6 separate regions of the Mus musculus genome follow, and regions 1, 2, 3, 4 and 5 are each linked to region 6. A link is a contact called in public HiChIP or PLAC-seq and promoter capture Hi-C data. All regions are on one chromosome and are shown on one strand. The core of a region is the stretch at or near the end of the contact, and the rest is flanking DNA. Distances in the headings are between cores, read along the strand shown. Region 1 holds the start of Marchf8 (membrane associated ring-CH-type finger 8). Region 2 holds the start of Alox5 (arachidonate 5-lipoxygenase). Region 3 holds the start of Rassf4 (Ras association (RalGDS/AF-6) domain family member 4). Region 4 holds the start of Zfp422 (zinc finger protein 422). Region 5 overlaps Tmem72 (transmembrane protein 72). Region 6 holds the start of Zfp637 (zinc finger protein 637).

Evidence for each region. Promoter capture Hi-C pulls out the DNA fragments that hold promoters and counts their contacts. HiChIP or PLAC-seq counts read pairs in DNA pulled down with a chosen protein or histone mark.
Region 1: a contact with region 6 is called in a promoter capture Hi-C map of hippocampal neurons, with 6 times the contacts expected there. The contact joins the promoter of Marchf8 here to the promoter of Zfp637 in region 6. A contact is called at or near these places in 16 of 39 promoter capture datasets (the 3T3-L1 cell line, 3T3-L1-derived adipocytes, the HPC-7 cell line and 11 more).
Region 2: a promoter capture Hi-C map of second pharyngeal arch cranial neural crest shows a contact between it and region 6, with 7 times the contacts expected there. The contact joins the promoter of Alox5 here to the promoter of Zfp637 in region 6. A contact is called at or near these places in 8 of 39 promoter capture datasets (the 3T3-L1 cell line, 3T3-L1-derived adipocytes, HPC-7-derived erythroid cells and 4 more).
Region 3: a contact with region 6 is called in a promoter capture Hi-C map of second pharyngeal arch cranial neural crest, with 16 times the contacts expected there. The contact joins the promoter of Rassf4 here to the promoter of Zfp637 in region 6. A contact is called at or near these places in 16 of 39 promoter capture datasets (the 3T3-L1 cell line, 3T3-L1-derived adipocytes, the C10 cell line and 10 more), 1 of 484 Hi-C or Micro-C datasets (embryonic stem cells), 15 of 115 datasets of contacts at active chromatin or transcription factors (the NIH/3T3 cell line, differentiating embryonic stem cells, embryonic forebrain and 8 more) and 2 of 9 other capture datasets (adipose tissue and embryonic stem cells).
Region 4: a contact with region 6 is called in a promoter capture Hi-C map of embryonic stem cells, with 4 times the contacts expected there. The contact joins the promoter of Zfp422 here to the promoter of Zfp637 in region 6. A contact is called at or near these places in 11 of 39 promoter capture datasets (3T3-L1-derived adipocytes, the C10 cell line, the HPC-7 cell line and 9 more), 3 of 484 Hi-C or Micro-C datasets (cortical neurons, nephron progenitors and uterus), 11 of 115 datasets of contacts at active chromatin or transcription factors (the NIH/3T3 cell line, SST interneurons, differentiating embryonic stem cells and 8 more) and 2 of 9 other capture datasets (adipose tissue and pancreatic islet).
Region 5: a contact with region 6 is called in an H3K27ac HiChIP or PLAC-seq map of stem cell-derived neural progenitor cells, with 9 times the contacts expected there. The contact joins the enhancer-like site here to the promoter of Zfp637 in region 6. A contact is called at or near these places in 5 of 39 promoter capture datasets (cranial neural crest, frontonasal cranial neural crest, maxillary cranial neural crest and 2 more), 2 of 484 Hi-C or Micro-C datasets (embryonic fibroblasts and nephron progenitors) and 5 of 115 datasets of contacts at active chromatin or transcription factors (the NIH/3T3 cell line, embryonic limb bud, large pre-B cells and 2 more).

Annotation. Positions count from the first base shown.
Region 1 is chr6:116,336,438-116,340,448 of GRCm38.p6, forward strand. Marchf8 (membrane associated ring-CH-type finger 8) reads left to right here and starts at 1,585. Exons shown (of 8, transcript NM_001302383.1): 1 at 1,585-1,778; 2 at 1,949-2,053.
Region 2 is chr6:116,458,445-116,462,901 of GRCm38.p6, forward strand. It overlaps Alox5 (arachidonate 5-lipoxygenase), which reads right to left and starts at 2,734. Exons shown (of 14, transcript NM_009662.2): 1 at 2,431-2,734. The coding sequence starts at 2,580.
Region 3 is chr6:116,672,007-116,676,278 of GRCm38.p6, forward strand. Rassf4 (Ras association (RalGDS/AF-6) domain family member 4) reads right to left here and starts at 1,830. Exons shown (of 11, transcript NM_178045.4): 1 at 1,718-1,830.
Region 4 is chr6:116,627,421-116,631,492 of GRCm38.p6, forward strand. Zfp422 (zinc finger protein 422) reads right to left here and starts at 1,579. Exons shown (of 2, transcript NM_026057.3): 1 at 1,511-1,579.
Region 5 is chr6:116,691,492-116,695,490 of GRCm38.p6, forward strand. It overlaps Tmem72 (transmembrane protein 72), which reads right to left. Exons shown (of 5, transcript NM_178768.4): 5 at 1,234-3,999. The coding sequence ends at 3,560. Among named protein-coding and RNA genes, the nearest start is that of Rassf4, 20 kb to the left of the region's middle. Within about 2 kb of position 2,695, at least 54 of the 459 cell types and tissues checked have an H3K27ac peak or open chromatin away from gene starts, as enhancers often do. A contact at or near this core is called in stem cell-derived neural progenitor cells, where this site is marked.
Region 6 is chr6:117,839,912-117,844,028 of GRCm38.p6, forward strand. Zfp637 (zinc finger protein 637) reads left to right here and starts at 1,270. Exons shown (of 3, transcript NM_177684.3): 1 at 1,270-1,357; 2 at 3,342-3,481. The coding sequence starts at 3,412.

The DNA.
Region 1 (4,011 bases), core at 335-2,834, 1.5 Mb before region 6:
AAACCTCCTGGGGCAGAAATTACACATGCACACTAACATCGACTGTAACAGCATCTTTTGTTTGCAAGGAACCCGTAACTGATAAACGTGTGCTTAAGCATTTGAAGAGTTGAGTGTGACTAGTTGTAGGGTAACATTGGCCCCCTGGCTCATGCCTCACTTGGCATCCCCTGATCTACAGTCTAGGAGGGAAGTCATCCCCTTTAGCACAGACAGGAGGATTTTTACCAAAGGCCACGAGGCTTCTTGCATTGAGCAAATGGTCACCTCAAAGCAACTGCTTTTTTTCTTTATTTTAGCAGCTTTACCTTCTAAGTACAGAGGTTTCTTCCCACTTCCTGTTTGTTCCCTTGTTTGGACAGATGCAAGATTTTGGTCTCAGGACTCAGAGCTTTGTTTTAGATGAAGAGAGGCTTCAGAAATCTCTTGGGTAGGGAATCCTTGTGTTAGGAGACTCTAGCTTTGCCTAAATAATATTTCCAGCTCCACAACTACTCAGACACTTCTAGAACTTGGAAATCTTTGTCACTTCGGATGGCAGGCTCCCACACCCCCAAATCACTTAATTGACTCTTCTTGCCCATGTACGACACTAATGGAAGTTTAGTCCTGCCTTATAGGAAAGCCTGCCACCAGGGCAGGAGGATTCTCTCAGGTTGTAGCTGCTGCTTCCCACAGCAAAAATCTGCACGAAAAAAATTCACCATTCCATCTTCTAGATGAATGTTGCTTTCAAGGTGATCTACAGGAATGGACCCATTTTTTGCTTTGCTACATGGATCCAGATGTTTTGTCTCCTGACAGTTTGCTCTCTAAACAGCATAGTATGCAAACTGACCAGCATATTTGAGTATGCTGAGTAACCTGATTAGCTAAACCAACAGACTTACTTCTAGACAATAGAAAATCGTGGAGTACTGCAGGGATTGCCTTACAAATCTCTCATGAATTTAAAAAAAAATACCTTGAATGTACCGTGTAATAAAGATTATTGGATAAATAAAACTGCCAGTGGCCAAAACCTCTCCTTCTGTAAGATGTGACTTAGGAAAATTAGAATGTCAAGAAATTGTAAAAGTTAGGAATGATAGCTTCTGAGAGAATCTTTGGGTCCAACCAACAGTACTGTGGTGGGGACAAGTCACAACACCAGTGTACAGGTATAATCAGGGATGAGTTTAATGTAGACAAAGTAGAGTCAAATACGTCTTGTCTACATGGACAGAAATATCCTCATAAAAATTATGAATACCATATTTACATATCCATACCATATACACTCAGAGTCTCTCTAGGTTAGGGAGTGAGAGAAAAAACAAAACAAAAAACCCTGCTCGTCCATACACACAAACGTTTTACCGCGTAGTTCTCGCTCCCACTTCATTTGCTAGCGCACCGGAAGGTTTACCTTTCTCTACACTGAGAAGGTGAAGCCGGGCGGAGTCTACCAGCAGCCTCACCCAGCGCCAGTCTACCAGGCGGCCGCCGCCGCTACCCCGCCTTCCCAGCGCCCCAGGTCGCCAAAGCAACGCTTTTAGCCTGAGGCGCGGCGGGGCACGTGACCGGCGCGTCACGTGACCGGTCAGTCGGCGTCCTCTCGCTGGGTGGTGTAGGCTGCGCGCTGACCCAGCGGCCCTGCTGCGTCCGGCCCGGGTCATGCAGGAAGCGGGCCGCGCGTGGAGCTCCGCGCCCACCTGAGCTGCTCGCGCCGAGGTGCGGCGTGGCGGGGCCGCGCGCTCCGGGCCACCAGGGGTGTGGCCGCTGGGAGGCCGCGACAGGTGGGTGCGCGGAGGTCTCGGGCCGGGGAGAGGCCGCGTGCTGCGGGGCGGGGTCCGGTCACCCTATCGGCGGGCGGCCGAAGGTCTCGGGCTCTCTCAGGTGAAGTCCTGCCCGGGCTGGGCTGTGAGGGCGCGCACCGGGCAACCCTCCCTCCCTGCCTCTGCTTCAGTCTCCGCGTCCGTCCGAGATGGAAGTGTGGATTCCTGGTGTCTGAGTGCCTGACGTGGCGTCTGGACGGTGCTGCTCTAGTAGAAGCGCTGGAGGCAAAGCGTAGGTAGGCTGCTTTACATTTTAATCGCCGCCCATTTGCTCGTCTTTAAAAATGTTTTTTTTTTTTTTTTGGACTCCTTCATCTGAGTCAAGTTTTTTTAAATAGGGAATTTATTAGGGGAGGATTATAATGGCTCACGTTCTTCTCACGTATCTTTAACGCAGCTAAACCTCCCTTAAAAAGAAAACACGCTTCTCTGAAAGCCCATTTGAAAAAAAAAAAAAAAAAAAAAACAACAACAAAGGAAGAAAGAAAGCCAGCCCTTTTCTGCTTCTTTGTCTCCCCCACGTAAAGACACACAGTGGTCATACAGCTGTCAAGATTTATTATGAAGTGGTTTTTTTTTTTTTTTTTTGTCGTTTTATGTTTTTGTTAATTTGATGATGTCTCAAGATACGTATGAAGTATGGCCCTTCCCATTATTTTTTTTTTTCTTTATTTTGTTCGATTATATGTTATGCAATTAGAGAAATAATAAATATATAACTTATCTCTTGGAAAAAACAGCAGTATTTCTGATCAGCCCCAGGAGGGACTGCAATCGTGCTTCTATATAGTAGACTTCACATGTACTTGCTTGGTTAGTTACTCAAAATGGGAGTGGAATACTTCATTTAGAATACTCAAATCACGTGCTGTGAAAAAGAATGTATGAACTATACATGGAATGATGTGGACACTTTTTTTTTTAAAAACTAAATGTTGAAAATCTGAAGCAAGAAAATTTTGCATTTTGAGAGATTCAGTGTGTGAGACCCTATGTTCAATAAAATCAAACGAAATATCCTGTTGGATGCAGTGAATGAGGGTATGCAGAGTGTGAAATTACTGAGGAAGTTAAAATAAAGAGCCATGTGTACTTTCCTAACTTCTTGTTTCTGGAGACTTTATTGATAAGAGATGTACTGAACTTTGATGTTAGCAGGGAAAATCGCTGGGCACGGTGGCGCACTGTGATCCTGGCAGTGGGAAGATAGAGGCAGAGAACACATTTTAAAAAGTTTGTCCTTTGTGAGGAGGTGGCTGTTGGTCGTCTAATGTCTGTGACACCCAGGTGAGGTACATTGTCTTTTCCAAGACAACTCCCTCCTTTACCTTCTCTTTAAGTATAGGCAGACGATGAAACTGTGTTGCATGTCTTGGCTACATCCAGGATTGTCAGATGAAACACACGATTCACAATTAAATATGAATTTTAGGTAAACACAAAATATGTGGAATGTACCTAAACTAAAAACAAATTTATCATTTATTTGAAGACAAGGTTTCCTTGCTTCTTGTTGCTAAATGTGAGTGTTTTAAGTCCAGCATGGCTATGTCATTTAAACCAGCATTAGGAGAAATTAGTTCAAGGCCCAGACAGGATGGAATAGATTCTCTTGTTAAGCTTCCCTGTTGGGGGCTGCAGATGTGGTTCTGTAACAGGGGGAACGCGTAGCACGCACAGGGCCTTTGTCCAGTCTCGGATAACAAAACAATCAACCAGTGGGAGCGAGAAATGAAGAGCCCTCTTTACTGTTGGGTGAGCCATCTGCTTGAAGGGCATCTTCTGTCACAGGAGTTCTGTCCCTCTTTTTCCTCTACCATGTTCTGTTTCTTCACTTTTCTTTCTGAGGATTAAACACAGGCTCTCACACAAACCAGGTAACTGCTCTGTGACTGGTTCTGCAGCCCACAGCCCGTTGTTTATAACGTCCCACGTGAGTACTGATTTCATGTCCCCTCTCTCTCCATTTCTCCCTCTGCTCCCACAGCTTCCTCTGAAACATATGGCCTCTTAGCCTCGTAGTCTTTATTATTGTTTTACATACACACATGAACACATGAATTCTGTTCCTTTAGTATTTCTTGTATGTATATGTGGTTAAGGCTGACCATTTGGGATTGGAGGATTGGGTAACCTATCAGGGAACTTATCCCTGGAGAAGATTGGTTTGCTCTCTCTCAGCAGCGATTAATTG
Region 2 (4,457 bases), core at 1,484-3,983, 1.4 Mb before region 6:
ATATACTCAGCAGGACAGCCTATCCTTAGCTTTTCAAAGTACTGTTGAGCAGTTAAAGTAGCCAACTAATGTGCACTCAAGATTTCAAGGTTTGTTAGAGCTGTGCCACGTAGGACTAGCTTATGGAACAAAGCCATTCTGTTCCGTCTGGGTTCTCAACAGGGAAACCCTGATGCCTGACACCTGACACTCAGGAGAATCCCATCTGCAAAGGCTCCTGACCTGAATCGCTACACAGAACTCATGTGGGAATCATGGGGGATGGGCAATAGTGGAATGTATTAAAACAGGTTAGCACTGACCATTATTCGGTCGTACATTAGGAAGGGGTGCTGGAAGTGGCTGGCCGGCCTTCACGGTGGCTGCTATTCATGGAAACAATGTGGCACTTTTCTAAGAACAGTGGGATAACCTTATCTTCTTAGCTAACACTTCCCTTAAGGTTTCTTTTCTACCTTTACCCAAAAGGGACATCTGGACTTTAAAGATACACTGGCCACAGAATGAGGAAGTGGCTCTGGACTGTGCAAGACAAAGTATGGAGTAACTTTGCATCAACAGGAACTTTCTCAAAGGCTGTTTTCTTTTTCTTTTTTTAAGGCTCTTTTTGCATCCAGCCAGAAGACAGCAGTTCACTTGAGCTGTGGTTCCCTCCCCACAATGGAAATATGTATGCAAATCTCTCCTGAAATTTGCCTCTGGGGTTCTTGCTAAGGTGTTAAATTAATGTCACCTGAATGACTTTTCAGGTTGGGAGGCAGGACAGAAAGGCAAATGATGAACAGGACAGGCCTCTTACTTCCTGTCCAGTCATTTATGATGGCCACATTGCCATTCTCCTCCTGGAGGAAATGACACATAAGGTGTCCTGTGCTGCACCTAGACTGAACCCACTGATAGCTAGATTTGTGGAGAAGGCCCCCTGTAGTCCATTTATAAAGAGGAAGCATTCTGTCCTCTCTTCCTCCCCCTGTATACTGGGAGAAGCCCCAGTTACTGAAAATAAACACAAGTGCTTTGGAGGTTGCACAGGGTGTCAGCATCCCAAACGGATGCCATGCTTGGTCTTTGGCAGCACCATTCTCTGGCCAGCTCTGGTGAAACTGAGCAAAAGATGCCATTCTGAGGTCAACACCCACGCTTGCTTGTTCAAGCCTGGTTAGAAGCTTGCTAATCAGGGCAAAGTACCAGGTCCCAGGATAGGAATGTAAGCGTCGTGCTTAGAGTTTGGGACCCAGAAAAGGGCTTAACTATCATTTCCTTGGTTTAGGCTGAACAGATCTATCTAGTGGAAGCATATGAAATTGTCATTGTGCTTATCACAAATGGTTAATTCTAAGCAAGTTCATGTGGGTCGACTCAATAGTAAACTAAATGATAAGAAGGCAGCCTGGTAAAATCAAACCTAAGCCTAGTTTAGACCTGGAGGTAGTAGAAGGAAGAGGAACCCCCCACCCCCACCCCAAGGGTCTGCAGCGTGCCTGTCTATTACAGACTCACTTACTGAGCAAGTCTGATGTACTAGGCACTTAGTGGGTCACTGAAAACCATGACCTGCCTGTGTTAAGAGAAAGTCATGGGGCTAGACTTTACACACCAGCAGCATCCAAACGGAATGGCCTCCCACAGTGCCTGTGGGGCTGCCAGACTCCAAAGTCTGTATTAGGAGGGAAGAAAGGAAATCTTTCTTCCTTTTTTCCTTCAGAAGCTAATACTCAGGGAGGAAGTGTCCTCTTGCACGCACCCTGCTGACAGTCTTTCCAAAGGCTGCTCGGGCCAGACCTTCCTTCCTTTACATTCCTCCACTGGGACTGAGTGCAGGAAATGTAGGGTACCTAAGTGTGGGGGGCAATCCCTGGACTCATTCCTAGCCCCCAAATGGGACTGGGCTCCCTCATGACTCATGGGTAAGATTAAACCTAACCAATTTTTAGTTTGGTAAACGAAGGTCCACAGTAGGGATAGAAGAGTGATTATGCCCAAGTTGACTCCCGATCCTGGATCTCTGACTTACCCTGGACTTACACTGTCTACACAAAATGGCTAGCTGTCGAACAGGGCTTTCTATGCTTTGCAGTGGTACTGGACTCTGGGGCACTAGGACCTCAGAACTCCCGAGGTGAAGGGGCCTCTCACAAATTCTGGGTCCTGTTGGTGAAAGTTTGTGCCATCTCTCACATAAGAGGCCAGCCACATCAGTCCCCCACATTGGAAGTCATTTGTCCCTTAAGATACCCGAGTCATCAGGAAGTCTAGGGTGCCTCGCTTGCCCTGGCATGCACCGACTCTGGCGCTGCATCAGATCCCCAGATGCGCTCACATAGGGTCACGAGCGCGCTGGGACAGACAGTTCTCAGGTGCCTGCCTGTCCTGCCCCGCCGCCCTCCCGCTCTTTGCTGCCAGCCGTCGGTCCCAAGCGCGCATTCTCACCGCGCCCCGTTCGAAGTCATTGTAGAATGCCTTGTCCAGCAGATGCTTCTCGCTACAGCCCGCAGAGCCAATGAGGCTGAGGTAGATGTAGTCGTCGGTGCCCGCGAACCACTGGCTGCCGGTGGCCACGGTGACCGTGTAGGAGGGCATGACTCCGGGCAAGTGAGTGCTGCTGGTGTGGGAGCAGGAGCCCGCGAAGCTCGGCGTGGCAGCCCACCAACTTCTTGACCCTGTCACTCGCGGCAGCTCCCTGCCACAGTGGCCAGCAGCGGGCCAGCCTTGCGCTTGGGTCTGGCTCCACCCTGCGACCGGCCCTGCCTTCAGGCGCTGGCTCCGCCCCTGTCTCTGGCCAGTCCCAGGACCCCACCTTCCAACGCATCCTTCTCTCCTGTGGCACTGGAGGGACAGTGATCTCTGATAGGCTGAAGCCCTTGTTCCTCTGCCCCATCTCTACCTAGCTTTTATCCCTCATGCATTTTTGTTTTCATTAGTCAATTAATCCCTTATTTCTTCCATCTTTATGGCTTCTTGCCTGTTTCAGTGTCCCTCACTGTCAGCTCAAGAACTACCTGTGTCCTCATTCAGTTGCAGCACACAGCGTATGCAATAGTTACACTTAGAGCAGGGGGTCTGAAGCCCACAAGGAGAGTACCTGTAGCTCCACGGTGGACCCCAAGGAAACTTGAATGTTGGTTTCTTCACAAAATGAGTAAACCTTCTCTCTCTGGGCAAGGTACTGGGAGGCGCGGGGTGGGAGCAAACTTGGGGGAAATGGTTAGTGGTACTGGGAACCAGCCTTAGAAAGTAGTGGCCCGAGTGGGCGACTCCTAATCTGCACCTGTGGGACTGTCTGGAACTTTAATGGCATGCTTGCTGAGAGCGGACTTGTGATGGGAAAGGAGGTTGTCTTGTCCGGAGATGGCTTAAGGAGTTGGTTAAGACTGAGAGTCTTAGGGAAGAGTGGGATGCTCTTCAGTGAGAGCCTACCTGTGCATTTTGGGTAAAGGTAGAAAAGAAACCTTAAGGAGAGTGATTGCTGGAAGGTGAGGAGGGCTATCCCACTGTGCTCAGAAAAGCATAACATTGTTGCCATAGAGAGAAGGGAAAGCAGCTGGTCACTAGAAGGTAGGCGGTCAATGCACCCTCCTTAATTTACAGTGGAACAATGGGCAGCATTAATTTGTCTGTAATAAACTGTGCTACTACTTCTTGGTTATTTTTTTCCATTCTGCTTTTCCTGCCCTCCAGTTGATTGGATGGGGCTCACCTAGCAAGTGAGACAATGTATAACAATTAAATCTACAAAATCCTTCGATAATACCCTGCTCATGTTGGATGGAATGACTACATTCCATACATTGGTCATGCCACAGTCTAAGTGAGCTCTCTTCTGAAATTTTGAATCTTCTAATTTCCACAGATCCTTGGCACATTCCCTTCCCTTCTGGGTGGTTTCTCCTGCCTTCCTTCTGTACCTCTAGATCTTGTGCAAACTCCTTCCCAGATGTTGTTTCTTCTGTGAATCTGTTTGCCTCTCTTTGACTGCTACCCTATCACCGCTGCTCACACTTACTGTCACATTGTCATCTGTCCCAAGGGGATCTGCTCTGTCGTCATTTCTCCCATCATATTATGAGCTGCTTGGGGGCTGGGATTGTGTTTTGCTCATATCCTAGTTCAGCACACTGTGAGGTACAGAGAAGCTGGACACAGGCCTTAGTTATTGTTAGTCCTCTGTTATTGGGGAACCTGTAACTTGCCAGGAAAGCAGGTGTTTGTGGTTGGAAAAGCAGAAGGGAAGGGAAGAGAGAGGACCAGCCCTTACTTCCCCTTGCTGGTGGCATGATTACCTGACTCATGCAGCGGCGTGTCTGTGAGAGCCCTGGACCCTCTGCAGTCCAGTGCAATGGCAACAGGATGAACCTGCCCCTTCTCCCTTCAGCCGGACAAAGCAGACCTGGCTTCTGCTGGCCAAGGAAGTGACTGAAAACGTATCTGAGTAGTCACTTTCCTCTACAGGTGTGGAC
Region 3 (4,272 bases), core at 580-3,079, 1.2 Mb before region 6:
TTTGGCCTAGTCTGTGCACCATGTGCAGATGCTGGGAGAGGTTTCTCTGGAGACCAGTTGCTATGTCTTAGAATCCCTTGGGACATGGATCCCTTTGAAAACATAACACCATCATCCCCGAACAAGAAAAATGGGTGAGTGTGACTGTGCATGCATACACACACACACACACACACACACACACACACACACGAGAGGGAGAGAAGGGGAGAGAGAGAGAGAGAGAGAGAGAGAGAGAGAGAGAGAGAGAGAGAGAGAGAAGCGTGAGTGAATGAGGATGATCAGGATGCCTGAGTCCAGTTGCCCTGGATCCCAGGCTGAGAATGTCTGCTGCAGTGACTCTGAGAACCATGCTGGCTGAGATTTTCTTTGTCACTGACTTGGTGTGTGACCTCAACTGTTGTGCCACCTCTAGGCCTTGAGTTAGCTAGTTGTAGTGGCAGCTGGTATAGAGTGTCCCTGGGGCAACTAGGGGACTATATCACAGCCCATCTTCGCTACCGAAGGTCAAGCAAGGGGGTGGCAGGGCTCCAATCCTATCTCAGGGTTTGTCCCAGGGGAAATCCCATAGGCAGGAAGGAGATTCGGGGAACTACAAGTTTGGGGAAACAGCAAAAGCTTTAGGCCTGCAGCGACTTCCTAGTGCTGATAGCTTACTTTTAAACAGTTTCAAGGGCTGGTGAGGAGGCTCTATGAGTAAAGCGCTTGCTGCCAAAGCCTCAGGACCTAAGTTTAATCCTCAAAAGTCACAGGAAAGCGGACGGGGAGAAACGACTGATGCCACAGAGTTGTCTTGCACACAGCCACTATGACCCACAGGTACACATGTACATGCGCTCTCTCTCTCTCTCTCTCTCTCTCTCTCTCTCTCTCTCTCTCTCTCTGGTGTGTGAGTGAGTGTGCATCTGTCTGTTTCTCAATAATAAGTAAGTAAGTAAGTAAGTAAATAAATAAATAAATAAAGACAATTTCAAGCATTTTCTTCGACATACTTTTAGGTTAAACAACCCAGCCTCCCCAAAGGTCTGGGCTCAAAGCTTACCCTGACTGCATTGTATGACCCTGTCAAATCCTTTCTATTTTCAATCTGGAGTTCATCACCAGTTTAAACAACTATGACCCTAGGACTTCATCCACAATAAACACTGTCGACATTGGGCTTCAGGCTCCAGAGAGATAGTGAGGTGCCGGAGATCTCAAAGAAGAGAACGGGCCCCAAAGAATCAGGAGACAGGTGGAGTTTAGCCCTGAAACTATACGTGAGTGGCATATTGTGTAGCCCTTTGGTTATGGCCCACCGCACCAACAGCGACGGAGAAACAAGTGTCTGGATGAGTAATCATCCTAGCGTTGGCTTTCCAGCTGTAAAATCTTAAGGTCTTGCTGAAACCCTCTTCCCGCCTCTAAGATCGTGTTTCTAGGAAGCTGGCTGAGAGGAGGATGAGGTGAGCACAAGTGTAGCCGGCCGTTGGATTCACGTGCCCTGCTAAGATTTTGCCCGGAAAGTACCTTATCTAGGAGATGTTAGGCGCCTTGCCACCCTCAGCCCTTGGCTGGAAGCCCGCAGTGCGCCAGGCTGGCAGGGGGAGGAGACTCGCGCACTGCGGCTGGGGGTGCAAGTGCTCAGGCTCTAGCGCCCTGCCTGATCGCGGCCCCAGGGTCGAAGGTAGGGTGCTCCAAGGATGCCCACTACCTTTGCAGTCTGAGCATCACTCACCGTTCAGTCATCGCGCGGTCCAGAGGCCACCAGCAAGAGAGGTCGCGTGCACTAGAATTGTGCCTGCACGGACTCAAGAGCCCTGCATCTGCTGCAGGGATCAAGTCCGTCCCAGCCCACCCTAGACACACCTCCTCCCGCCCCCGAACACGCCCCTCTCCGCCCTGGACACGCCCCTTCTCTCTGGTCAACTGCTTTGCCTATCAGCCCATCTCTTCCTTCTAGGGTGCTTGGTACTGATGCCCCTCAAGTAGACCCCGAGCATTTGCTCACTTGTTCGATCTTTACGGACACCACTAAGCGCTTCGCGCATCACTTAAGTCCCCAATCCTCGAGGGCACCCCAGGACGCAAAGAGAAAGCAGTAGGAGTGGGTCCCCAGGGGCCCTCGGTCTACACAGGCGGAGGCCAGGGAGCCTGGGTAACGCAGATACTTGGGTTTCAACAAAGACCTCTGCGCAGGCGCTACAGCTACTACTGTGCGCTTCCTAGGGAGGGTGGAGTGTGTGTTCGCGCGCGTGAAGTCTGGGACATTTATTTATTGTCCAGGTGGCACCTGCAAGCAAAGTTGTGGCTTCTCAGAAAGCTACATTAAAAAATAGGAGCTGGTGAATTTAAAAAGTTAGTTTCCTCTCTCTCGGTCGCTGTTTTCTGAGGAGATTGGCCAGCGCTGAGGCAGAGCCCCAGGCTATAGGCTGGGAGCTTAGGGAAGCTGGGCGGCTGTGAGGCAAGGGAGCTTTGTTGACTCTGTTTTATTTCATGGTTCCCAGTCCTGACTTCAGGACCTCTTGCCCTCCCTCGCAAAGTAAGTCATCTCAGCTCGGCTCATTCCCTGGTTTCTAACCCTCTTAGAGTCACAGGGCCGTTTTAGAGTATGAAGTGGGACTTCTAAAAGTGTAGGTACTCACGTATTTGAAAACAGACGGCATTAGAGTCTCTGGACCCCAATGCAGCGCACCGTGCCAATTATGGCCGGCGAAGAGATGGCAAAGAGATTGTGCTCCGCCCTTTACTTCCTGTGTCACAGACTCTCTGTCTATTTCCCTACCTGCAGCGGGCTAAAAATGACCAGCCTGCAGTCCCTCTTCAACTTAGCTTTCACTCGTGTTCTTAGAGAGTGATCCATTCTCTGCCAACTAGGGTTTCCTGTGGTTGGTGACCTGTTGTTGGAACCCATGTTTCTTCCCACAGCCCGAAAGCATCAGAACTGAGCTCATTATTTGGGTGCTTCGAAAAGTTTTGACAAACCAAAAGCACGGAATTCCACCGTAACTCCCAACTTCTCCAATTCACCCCTGTGCAACTGAAGAAGTCAACAGCCGGTGGGGAGGGCGAGTCTCCCTGTGGCTCTCCAGCATGAGTCGTGCTCTCTGCCCCAGTTCACCTTGTTGTCTCTCTCACCTTGCTTGGGACATAGGCCTCAGGTGTCCTGAGCCCTCCTTGTATGTTTTACATGTGCTGCTGATCTGGTCTGCTGTTGCTCCACAGCCCTAGCCTGCCTTGATTAAATGCTTATATTTCTCTGGAGAACAAACTGCCTTTCACAGAGACTCCAGTTCATTATGTAGGAGGGGCCACCCTGCAGCCATTGGGATGTCTCTAGGAAGCATCACAGTCAAAGCTCACAGCACAGTCTGAGGTGAGGCTGCCACCCAGGGCCTGCCCTGCTCTAGGCTGGCTCCAGGCAGCTGGGCACCTGGTTCTGTTCTAAGGCAACTGGGAAATCATCTTTGTCCCTCTGTCCAGGGCCTCGTGCGCTGAGATATGATTTAAATACATGAATTCTGAAACATAAGCGAATGGATTATCATATAAATGATTTGATATGAAAATCACTTTCCTTTTTTTCTTTGCCTGTGGAGGCCCCAGGACTTAGGTCATCAGGCTTAGGGGCCTTCCCTGATGAGCCATCTTACCCACCCACCCACCCACCCACCCACCCTCCTTTTCTGAGACAAGATCTCATAAGCTCAGGCTGGCCTAGAACTCACTATGACTAGGTAGCAGAGGATGCTCTTCCCACCTCCACCTCCCAAGTCCTGGGGTGACGGGAATACATCACTGTGCTTGGCTCTGAGAATCGTTTTCAAGGCCATTCCTTTAAAAGAATAAGTTGGGCAAAGCAGTGGTGGCACAGGCTTTTAAGCCAGCACCCATTCCAAAATGGAGAGAAAGCATCACAATACAGCAAGTCTATGGCTCTACCTTCCCCCAACACACAAGTCTTTGGGGACCCAGTGGTTTGAAGCCAGCCTGATCTACAGAGTGTGCTCCAGGACTGCCAAGGCTACACAGAAACTCAGTCTCAAAAAACAAACAAACAAACAAACAAACAAACACATCAAACAACAACAGAAAGAATAAGTTGCATTTTTGAATTAAAATTAGTTATTGATTTCCCTTGTCCCTCCGCAGATGGCTTTGTGTGGTCCTTCTCAGCATCTCCAACATGAGATTCAGAACAAGTGCCTTTTCGGAACAATTGTTCAAGAACTTAAGCGTGTTCCCAAAGGAACTTCTGTGCCTGGTGACTGTACCTGCTCTGCTGGGGTCCCC
Region 4 (4,072 bases), core at 329-2,828, 1.2 Mb before region 6:
CAAAAGCAAGATAAAGTCTCAGAGAAGATACAAAAATAACTGCAAAAGATGATCAATATCTCTGCTAAACAGCATCTCAGGTCAATACTGGCTGTGCTAAATTTCTCATTTAATAGCTGCTACGTAAGATATCCAATTCAAAAGAAATGACAGATTATACTACACCTCCATAGATTCCTATCTATTCTTATTTGCTTGGTTATTTCTATAGATGATAACTTAGCAAGCGGAGTTGAAAATAGAAGCTAATCGGTAAAGAGAATTTCAAGTTTCCCAAGAGTCTTATTCAGAAAATACTAGGTGAGAAAAATCTGGAAAAAAAAAAAAAAAACCAAAACACTTTATTCTTCCTTTCCTAGACTATAGCACGCCAAGAAGGAGAGCACAACCAAAAGCTCTAAAATAAGTTTATTGCATTACATTTAAGGTTGTCTGGAAGCTGTCAAAACAACCCCTTCCACACACACACACTCCAAATAGGCGAGAGTGTGGGAGGTGTTCAGGCCTGCAAAGCCAGTCACTGGACTTCCAGTGTCTTAGGTTAGTTGGAAAACCTACTTGCAACTCAGTTATTTTTCTGAGTTTCCTTGCACACAAGCATTTAAAGTAAGTAAATAAAAACACAAATGACATCTTTTCCTGCCTTTTTTTTCCTTCGTCTTGATTTTGCTGTATAATAATCCTCCAAACGTAAGAGTGCCCAGGGGCTTTTCCTGGGTGTTTAATAATTTTATCTGCTACAATTGCAGCAACAGAAAGAGCAAACTGCACATAACACAGATCTACAGCAATCACTGCCCATAACCGTCTCGGTTATGTACAGACCACGTAAACAGGAGACACTGTGTGGGGTACCTGGTACTCAATAAATAGCTATAATGGTAAGCATACACTTTTAAACACATCTCTTTAAATACCGGGGAACTCACAACTGGTTGCAAACTGATCGATTATGGAATCTACCTATGGATGAAGTAATCATACTTACAGGTAGCCTATGTGTGCTCCTATTTTTAAAATAAAGCTGATTTAAAACCTCCTTTCGTGGGTTCGTAAACACAGGCCCGAAGCTCCTTTAGCTCCTTTACCCATCCCAACCCCGGAGCCGCCTCCGGGCCTGATTTCTCACTGTCCGACCTGGGGAGTCCATCGCCCCCTCGTCTAACGCCCGCCAAGTCCGGTTGTCTGATCGAGGTCCCCAGTAGGGGAGAGGCTGGGTAAAGCTGGGTGATGGAGCTCCAGTACTGGGGACCCGTCTAGCCGGCGTGCACCTGCTCCCTCACCCATTTACGGCAGCAACAAAGAGTCCGCCGCTTCCCTCCAAGTCGCTCACAATGGCCCGGTGCAGCCTACCCACCCGTACAATGGAGTCTTTCTCCTCCGCGGCGAGCGGAGGCGCCCAGGCCGAAGCCGACCCCAGCCCGAGGCCACCCGCCGGGCTCCGTGCAGCGCCGCAGCCCGACCCGACCCAACACCGGCCCAGGCAGACCCGCAGGCCCCGCGTACTCACCGCGCAGGCCGCCACGGTGCCCGCCTCGCGCCTCGCCCGCCGGAAGTGCGGGCTGCTAGCCGCGGAGCTGCCGGCCGCTCTAGGAAGAGGCGGAGAGACCCTCTATGGTCCCCGGCCCACCCCACCATATCCTGCGGATTCTTCCGGTGGTCCTTTTGTGTTCCTCTCTTACCACTCAGAAGGCAGAGCCAAGGACCTTAAGGCCTGTTACCCGCTCTCTTTCTATTCTGGTCGACCTACACAGAAACTGGCCTTTGTTAGATTCTGCTCACCACCCCCAAACCAGCCCGTTCCAACTTGTAAATTGCATTCTTAGTACTGAGTATCTAGTCTAGAGAAATAACTTCAGCCTAAGGTGTTACTTATGTTTTTCACGGGTCGCCTTATATCACCAAAAGGCCCGTGAAATTTCTGGAGGACACTGTCCGCACAGGCTGACTGATTGATTAAAACGGCGGTGGTGAAGAGAGGTTGGGATGTTGCAGGTCCAGAGCATAATTAGTATTCATCTTGGGATGCATCCATTCCTTGTCCACTTCTATGGAAGGATGTGCAACATCCTGACAGATAAAACACAAAATCCCATTCTCCAATCAAAAGGCCAAGAATACTATGTTAGATGACATCTATAGCTGAGATGTCTAAACAGAGCTCTAACCCACCTCTCTGATGTTTCTACAAATGAATTTAAAAGTATCTTGATTTATGGCTTTCTTTGTTCTGTTACTGTCAAACCTTCATGAATTTGGTTGCAGGTTGAAAGGCGGAGTTTGGGTAATCTAAATCTGTGTTCCCTGGGCCATCATCACTTGTGTTTGGCCTCTGAATAAAACTCATGACTTTGAGGAGAGAGCCGTGACTTTGCATCAGCCACTCCTATCAGAGGAAAATGAATGCGTTCAGTGTACTGGGCAGGAACCCCAGCTTGGAGAGGAATTCTGCTCCCGCTCACACTGTGAGTGAACAACTCGGTTTGGAAAGGCACACATGCTTCCTTCCCAGGGGAGTTCTAATGGCTTCAGATTCATCGCATTAAGGCAGACTCCCCTCACTGGCGACCTTGGCTGATCCTGGTGTCCATAAATGCAACTTCCTGCAGAGAAGCAGCACTCTTCTGCGCGGCTGGCCAGATAAGTGAGCTTCTGTGGTTATGGAGGGTTTGGGAGTGTCGTAGGTCCGGAGCCCAGTCATAACAGAGTTTGAGGTATCTCTAGCCATGGAAATAACCACTACTTTGCCCACTTTTGACCTGACATCCTGTGACTGACAGGTAAAAAATATTTTGGGATGTGCTAATTTAACAAAACTGATTTTCTACAACCAGAAGTCCAAGAGTCATCTGATAGCGGAAGCCTGCAGCTGAGGTTCCTCCATGCTGCTATAACCTCCCACTCCATGCTTCCACTAGTGTGTTCCAAAGTGTCTTGTTTTGCAACTTTCTTTATTCTATTACTATGAAACTTCATGAAACTGCTTCCATGTTGGGGCCTGGGATTTGAGGTAACCTAAATCTGTTTCTGGGCCACGGTCATTTATATTTGGTCCCAGCATAAACTCTCTTGACCCATTGACATGTGCAACTCTCCAGAGCTCCAGGCTCCTGGATCCGATTGCTTGGGATCCCGTTTGAATGCGCAGTGAGCATGGCACATCAAACGTTCTGTCCCTCGATAGTCTCCGCCCAGCAATTGACAACCGTGCCTTCACTCCAGCTGCTCAAGCCAAAATCCTCAATGTCACTCTTGTCATGGTCTCCCCTACTCTAAACTTACAAACAACCCTTCTGGTGCCATCTGGGGGTCTTGGCTGGGTGTTTTCTCACCAGCTAAAGAAATAAAAGAGAAAAAAATCCAAGACACAAAAAGGTAAAAAAAACAGAACAACAACAACCACAACACACACACATACACACACACACACACACACACACACACACACACGAGCATTGGAAAAGGAAGTGGTGGACCCACCCATCCCCCAGTTAAAGTCAGTGAGAAAGCAGGCCCCGGAGACAGCTACTGAAAAGCACACAGAAAGAAAGACTCTCCACAAGGTGGAAAGGGGATTCAGAAACCAAAATCCATTTTCCTCACGTGGGGCTATCAGCGCCCTGTTCTCTATCATTTTCCTCATGGGGGGGGGGGCTTTTGGGTTCCCCAGGTTGAGTTCTCACTCTCCTCATTTCATACTGGCTAATGTCCTGTTTGGTGTTATACTACCTTGACCCAGCTAGAGTCATTTGGGAAGAGGAACTCTCAGTTGAGAAACAACCCCTTTCATCCCCTTATGTTCTTCCTGTAGGCATATCTGTAGGGCATTTTTTTTTTTCAATTAACAGTTGTTGTCAGTGGGCCCAGCTCAGTGTAGGTGGTGTCAGCCTAGGCAGGTGATTCTGGGGTATTTAAGAGCACAAGCTGAGTGAGCCCTGGGGAGGAAGGCAGTGAGCAGCTCTTCTTGACTTCTCCATCAGATCCTGATTCTAGGTTTCTGCCCGGCTTGAGTTCCTACCATGGCTTTCTTCAGGAATGGACTCTTACCTGGAAGTGTAAGATGAAATAAACC
Region 5 (3,999 bases), core at 1,445-3,944, 1.1 Mb before region 6:
ACTGTAAGTCATCAATAAATTCCTTTACTATTTAGAGACTATTCATAAGTTCTGTGACTCTAGAGAACCCTGACTAATACATAGCCATTGTGAAGCCACTCAAGTAGGGGAGTGGGGGATCTCCTTTGGAGAAGCCCACACCATCACCACCGTGTATCAGTTATGTAATATCCTTCCCCCCACCTCCTCCCCCATCCCCCTCTCTCTGCCAGCACCCACATATACGTGAACGGTGTACTATCCTCATCTTTATCCCATCAACTCTATAACTTGGTTTCACTCTCAGTTGTCTTGAAATTGTTTACTCCTCTGGAGTCAGTGCTCTGGCTTTACCTGACTGGAAGCCGTTGAGGGAAGCAGTTGTTAGGGAGACTGCGCTGACCTGCAGCCTCTCCACCCCCAGGGTAGCACCTGTTTAAATGATAGGACCAGAGAAATTTCTGGGCACGCTCAACTTGTATCATGAAGTCAGTAGACGTTGTGATATAGTTAAGAATAAGGGAAAAGATGCTTTTGGTACAGAACATGTTTTAATATAAGGATCTGCCGCCTCTAATGGCGCTGGCCTCACTTAGAGTCTTAGACTGGGAAGGATGAACCAAGGCTATCAAGACCCACTCTCTCCTATGCTCACCCATCTAGGAAAAGTATCCCCCAAGATCCTTTGCTGCTGAGGGCTTGGCCAGAAAGAAAGAATGGAAAGCTCAGAGATCTGCCCTGGGGAAAGGCCTCTTTCAGAACAGAATGTGAAGAATTCACACTGAGTCCTCAGAAACATTGTAAATACATCTTGGAGAGAATAAATAAATAAAAGGGTGTTCAGAACACCCTGGTGCTGGTAGCAATAAACAAATCGCTGAATCCTCACTTAATAGAGAACTAGACGCAGAGAGCCAAGGAGACTCCTGTGGGATCAGCCTATCCTGGGAGATGCAGAAACTGCTGCTCAGTGCAGCCTGTGCCCATTTGGGAGCAGTCAGGTCAGGGTGTGTGGAGGCTCCAGTTACCTGATTCAAGTTATGACGTGCTCAGGACAGTAAAAGTTACAAGGATACAAAGCAGATTAGTGGTTTCATAGGACAGAAACTGGGAGGCGAGGGGTGAGTCTTAGTGGTTACAGGGCTGGATTTCTTTTTTTGGGGGGTGGGGGTGGGATGAGCATATAATGAACTTGAGATGTGAATGCATATAATGAACTCAGATTAGAAATACACTAAGATCCACTTAACTGTATGGTTTAACTTGGTCAATTTTATGACAGCAAACTACATCTTATTAAGGATGTTTAAGAAAAGCAAAGCAAGCTAACCAACCAACCAACCAACCAACCAACCAATCAACCAACCAACCAACCAAGAACCAAAGATTTCTAACACTATATAAGCTGATGAGAGACTGCAGTGGTTTGAATGAGAAATGTCACCCATCTAGTTGGTGCTGCTGTTTGGGAAAGTTATGGAGACGTTAGGAGGTGCAACCTCACTGGAGGAAGTACATCCCCAGGGGTGGGCTTTGAAGGTTCACAGCCTCATGTCACGATTGCCCTCCCCACTCGGCCTCATTTTCAGTGTGTGGATGAAATGTGGCCAGCTGGCCTCTAGCTCCTGCTGCATGCCAGGTCTTCTCTGTTATCATGGACTCTAGCTCTCTGTAAGAACTGTAAGACACACACACTGTTTCTTCCTTAAGTGCTTTTGGTCATGGTATTTTATCTCAGCAACAGAAAGTAACTAATACAGAGAGAGAGACACAGGGAGAGGACCTGGCTCCTCTTGGTTAAGGGCTTTGTTCCCTCTGGCCTCTGGCCTCAGTCGGGCTGGAAGCTCTGCTCCCTGACCTTCAGCCTTGCAATCTGGAGTTAAGAACCATCTCCTAGGTCTGCACTGGCCTCACCTCACACAAATTCATGGTATCATGGTAGTGTTTTCTTGTTCTTCCTCACCGTGAGATCCCCGTAGTAACAAGGACATACCCACCCATGCCCCATATTCCATATATTTTATTTTTCCCTGACTGCACTATCTAACATCCTTCATTGGAAAAGCCCCCTTGGCCATCCATCAGCTGCCTATCTTTTGACCTGAGGGATGAGACCTACTCCAGGCCCCAGCTTGCTTTCTGCCTTCACTCCTCACAGTCTTAGCAACGCATCTTCTATTTCAAAAAGTGTTCTGTCCATCTGGGATGCTGGCTGTGCTAAGCACCAGGCTAATACCAGCTTCTAGGGTGTCTCATTTCAACACATTTCCAAAACAAAACAAAGCAAGACAAAACCAAAACCAAAACAAAACGACGTCATAGGTGCTGATCATTGTACCGTGAACATCTTCCTTATCTAGACTATAAAGTACAAGATTTGAGGCTTACCCATCAGAGAGCCCTGAAGTGGGTCCCCTCCTCAGACACAAACTATAGGACTCTTAATTTCTGTTGCTCGCTCACTGGGGGTCAGCTATGAGGAATAACATGCCTTTATTATTTTTTTTTTCTGGCAGTAATCCTGTGGACCAAACATACTATTTAGAAAAGATACTTTGCTAAACTTTTTACTGAGAACTATCTAACTCAAATTCCCTGCCACCTCTGTAGTTCCAGGATGCCGCCATGCCTGCCTGCTCGCTACCCTCTCCCCTGTGCCCTTCCCTCTGCTTCCTCCCCTCCTGTCTATTTTGAGTGATCATCTACTTAACAGAGGATCTACTCCCACGTATCTAAGCATGGCAGAGGTACTTCCCTATGCTGTGTGGCTCTCTGGGGCAGTCTTCTTGGGGCCTGAACTACAATGACTACTCCATGCTATGTCCTAGCCATTTCTGCTACAGATGGCCACAGGTTCTCAGACCCTTTTAGATTGAACCATCTATACCACCTACTTGGACTCTGAACACTGCTCATACTGTTGGATAGGGGGTAAGTGAGGGGAGGGCAGGAAGCCCTGAGTTATCCTTCTGGAATGAGAGATGCTCTTCTGGTCAGCTTTCCTGGCAGTGAGCACAGAGTGGTATTGTTTTCCTTGGTGATTCTGAAATGCCTGCTGCCGAGCCCAGTCCCAGAGTATGCTGAGAATGTAGCCCACTGCCAGGCTGTTCTCACTTGAGATCCGAATCTTCTTTTCTCATATCTACCCTGAGCAATCTTGCTTACGATGCTAATATAGCCCTGGGCCTTTGGCACCAGTAGGTTGTATCACAAGCAAAACATACCATAGAGTTCTTGCTGAAGGCTGAACCCTTTGTTGGGTGCAAGGGTGAACTCATGTCTTCTGTTCCTTTAGGGCTTAGAAAGTTGGGTCAGCAGCCTTGTGGAGAATGAAGCCATGGTCTCTTTTCCCACCTTTTGACAAGGAGACTATGTTGATTACACATGTCAAAGCTTCATTTGTACCTTGCTGGAGGTCACCACAGATCTGGCTTGGTACACTATCTCATTGTTCTGAATGCCCAGCTACCACTAGGATGCGAACAGCTGGCCAATGGAGACCCTGAGTTCTCTGCAGGGACTGTGGCTATTAGGACTCTTCTGGCAGGTCCATCCATCTGCAGACCTCTAGCTAAGAAGCTCAGAACAGGTCAGTGGCCATGAGAGAAGGCAGAAAGTGTGGGGTCTGGGAGGGAGGGATGATGGGAGTTGTGTCAGAGCTGGTTTCTTCTGGTTCACTGTCACTATCACCCAGACCTTCAGTGAGGGATGGGATGATTCTGACCACATTGTCTTCAAAGTGTACCTGCTTTTTCTTGGCCAAGGAGTCAGCCGGCTCCAGTGCCAGTTCCATTAGGGTATCTTGGGTCTGCAGGACACGTGGCTTCTTGGTCCCCTTTAGGATGCTCTTCATGTGGATAAAGAAGGAGCCAGGCCCCTCCTTGAAGGCCTCATGGAAAGTATAGGTTTGCTCAGTGTCCCCAGAGCCTGTGGTGCTCACGACGCTGCTGGAAGGGTCTGTGTACTGCTCTGTGGGGGGTGCCACCTCTGGAGCAGCCTTTTTTTTCTTTCGCTTGCTCA
Region 6 (4,117 bases), core at 20-2,519:
AGCCCACTCATACTAATGATTCTCTGACCTCCACAGGCACAGCAAGACACCCCTCACATCCACACACTAAACAAAATGGGATCTTTTTTTCCCAAAAAATACGTGTACCCAAGTCCTCAAGGCTGTTAAGAGAATCTTTGCAGATTTATGAAGGAAACATGAGTTCTTGTCTCCCCTGATGGCCCCCTTTTCCTACCGATGCTTTGTCAACTAAAACTTGTCCTAATCCCACATCTGGTCTCACAGAACAGAGATGTCCTGTGAAGTCAAATATTTCATCCAGTCTGACACATGTAATTCTGGGAAAGGAACAAGGGCACTGCAAGAGGAACATTTCTTATGGTCTCTTTCATTCAATAGGATAGCTAAATCTACCAAGGGAAGACTCTGGGGGAGGCTCACTACGAAAGAAGTCAAGTCAGGGCTCCAGGGTGAGACTAATGTCCTTTAGAAAAGCTATTAGAGGCAGGCAGTGGTGGTGCACGCCTTTAATCCCAGCACTTGGGAGGCAGAGGCAGGCGGATTTCTGAGTTCGAGGCCAGCCTGGTCTACAGAGTGAGTTCCAGGATGGCCAGGGCTATATAGAGAAACCCTGTCTCGAAAAACCAAAAAAAAAAAAAAAAAAAAAAAAAGGCTATTAGAAATGCATATAAATAAATGCAGTCGATGGACGTTTAAGGCATCTTAAAAGAGATTTTATTGAATGGATGCTCAATTTCATCCACGCCCCTCTCAGGACCAAAAGGGCTACTCTCCCATCTCTAATAACTAATTTTAGAGTGTTCAAATCTCAACCCTTGTGTCATTAACTTCTTCAGTTAGGAAGACAATGTTAGTGTCCACTCAGGGAATACTGTTCCCTCGAGTTCCCTTGGCTCAGAAAGTCTCCCGGGCCCCGCGTAGGTGCCCTATGGGGTCCTGGAGCCGTCGGACCTGGGCTCCCCACAAGTGAGCGCCCTGGGTCGTACAACTAGTCGGGGTAGTACCTAAACTCCGAAGTCCTGCAGTGCCTCGTCCATCTTTTGGGTGAAAAAAAACTTATTACACGGACCAGAGAGTATTCCTGATTCTTTGTCCGAAATACTTGGTCCCGGCTCCTATAGGGAACCCTGAGTCTTCTGCAGTTTTAACGTCATAAGCATTCCCAAGCTTCAACCACCGCTCCTCCACAGGACGGCGCTCCCCAACAACCAGAAGCAGCCACCGCGTTTCTGCCGCAGCTCGGTCGCGGCGCTTCCCACAGTGCCTCGGGGCGCGCGCGGGCTCCTGGGAGTTGTGGTCCGGCGACGCGCAGCGTTGCAGCGGCTGCTACGGGCTCGGCGCCGGCTTTGTCTGTCTGCGGGCGCGCGCCGCTGCGGTGAGTGTTGCTGAGGCCGGGGCTGTGCGCCCGAGAGAGGGGGCTGTGTCTTGAGCCTGCTGCTCCGGCCAGGGCGCGTGAGCAGGCCAGGCTGGCCGTCCGGGCCAAAATCGCCAACCGCAGACAAGGGTGCGCTGGTCGGAGAGCGGGTGGGCCGCGGTGTGCTGCGGAAGGGTCCTGCTGCAATGTCGGGGTCCCTGGGAGGCTGGGGCCCCGCGAGCGTGGGAGGGGCCACAGGAAGGTCCAGCTAGGCCAGGAGAGCAGAGTTCACGCCTAGGGAGAGAGCCTAGCAGGGAGTGGCGTCCAGCGTGGGGGGAATTCATCCTCACCCAAAGCTCCTAATCGCACGTTAAATTGCCTCATTAGATTTTTCCCAAACCCTACAGATCACCCTGTCTGTCCTCCAGCCCTCTCTCCTGAAAAAGCACCATTTTAGGTCTTGGATTTGTAGGGCGTGTCTCAAATGTAAGAGATCCCTCACTTTCTGGTCCTCAGTTCTTCCGAGAGCTAGCTAATTGAGATAGTGTTAACTTGTTTACTAAGAGAAGAAACTGGAGTCGGGGCTGTTAGGTTGTTCTGCTACAGGGCATACACCGAGGGAAACAAGGCAAAAAATTCAAGTCTCTCGGGGCCTAATTCTGAGCTGTGGTAACATTTCTGATAGGAAAAGCAGCGTTTTGTGTTACGAAATCACTCTCTTTCAATATCTTCAAGAATTTGATTGCTCTGACTTGAACAGGTTCTTCCTTGACAATTTCCTGTTGTCAGTTGTCCTGCTATTAATCAGGGAGTCTGGAGACACAGCTGAGGCATGTTGGCTACTTCTTAGCAGGTAGAGGAGTTCAGGTATCTACCGTGTTCACTCATTTTGACTTAACCATGTTCTCTAGACACTCCAGAGACAAAAAAGTCCAGCCCCAGGGAGTAGCTACCATGTGCTTTTCTTTGTGAATCACAGGGGAGTTTTGTTGGCTTTATTTTTAATCAATAATATCTCTAAGTGAATGCATTTGCAGCATGACAGGGGACCCCTTTATAGCTTGTGTTCCAAGTTGGAAGTGAATCCTTCAAAGATTTCTTGACATCAGGCTATATAACTGAATGGATAGAAGGGTTAGCTATTTGGTTAATAAAATAGAAAATCGTACCATCAGATTGCTAATTCATTAAGCTAGGAATCCAGCATTTTGACCAGACATACTGAAACAAAGATTATACTGTACCACTATGTAAACAAAGTGTACAGATTCAGGAATTTGATCCTTAAATAAGCATTCCATGGGGGGTGGGGGGAGGGAGTGGTGGTTTGGGTTAAGAGCCTACTAAGAATTACCAGAAGGTAACAAGACCTTCTTTGTTAGGTCCTTGTAACTTGAGGGGAGCTGAAAAGGAAAGCTGGAGCTATTTCTTCCTAACACCAGTCAGGAAGGCTGGTGTGCTGACTTCTTGCCTGGAAAGTAGAGAACCCCAATTTTTTATCAAGACCAAATGCAAGCAGAGCGGCCCTTACCTGGGGACTAACAGTACAGTAGGCACTCCTACTTCTCTGCTATCTGTTTCCCTCTGCCTCCTTGCTCCTAGATTCATTTCTGTTTGGTCAGTCCTGCTATCTTCCCCACCCCCACCCCAGCCCACCCTGCCCAAACATTTATTTATGATTATATGTAAGTACACTGTAGCTGTCTTCAGATACACCAGAAGAGGGCATCAGATCCCATTACAGATGGTTGTGAGCCACCATGTGGTTGCTGGGAATGGAACTCAGGACATCTGGAAGAGCAGCCAGTGCTCTTAACCATTGAGCCATCTCTCCAGCCCTCCAGTCCTGCTATCTTTAGCCCACTTTGCAGTGACATTACCTCAGAAAGTCTGGATTTCCTGTGTTTACACTCCAAACTGATCTCAACTCTCAGGTCTGCCCTTTATTGTTTGTTTTTTTTTTTTTTTTTTTTGGTTTGGTTTATTTATTTTTTCTGTCCCTCAGGTTCTCCAGACCAGCCCATGGAAGAATCATATGAAGAGGCGGTGATCAAAGTCAGCGAGCAGGAGTGGACATGTTTGGGTTCCCAACAGCTACCCTGCTGGACTGTCATGGAAGATACGCCCAGAATGTAGCCTTTTTCAGTGAGTGAGTCAGCTGGTTGCTGGGATGACGTCAGAGCCCCTATAAGAAGATGCATTCATTTGGTGAAGCTCACTGCTCTACAGGTTGCAGGGAAAGCCTGCAAGCTGGGATTGGAAATGATAATCAAAACAAAGCAAGAAAACAGTTTGAAGCCGGACAGTGGTGGTGCATGTCTTTAATCCCCGCACTTAGGAGGACGAGGCAGGCGGATCTGTGAGTTAGAGGCTAGCCTGGTCTGTAGAATGAGTTCTAGCACAGCCAAGGCTATATAGAGAAACCCTGTCTTAAGGGAGAAAGAAAGAAAAAAGGAAAAGCAATTTGATATAGAGGTGATGTTGGGGTTGTCTCAGGCTGAATGAACCTTGAACTCTGAGCTCTAACCCCGAGTATGAGACACATAGGGAAACAGGGAAGAGCTAGAGTGCACGGCCTTGTCCATTTCCAATGTAGCTTAATAGGCCAGAATAACGTGGACTTTAAAAGAAAGAATTCCAATCCTGTTTGCAGTATTAAAGAAGTTCCTTAAGCTTCAGGCTTTTCATCTGTACACTGGAACAGACAGTAAGCTGCATCTTGTAAGAATTCGAGGCCTAGACAGAAAATATCTGAAATTATACCCTCATTTTCTGAGATCA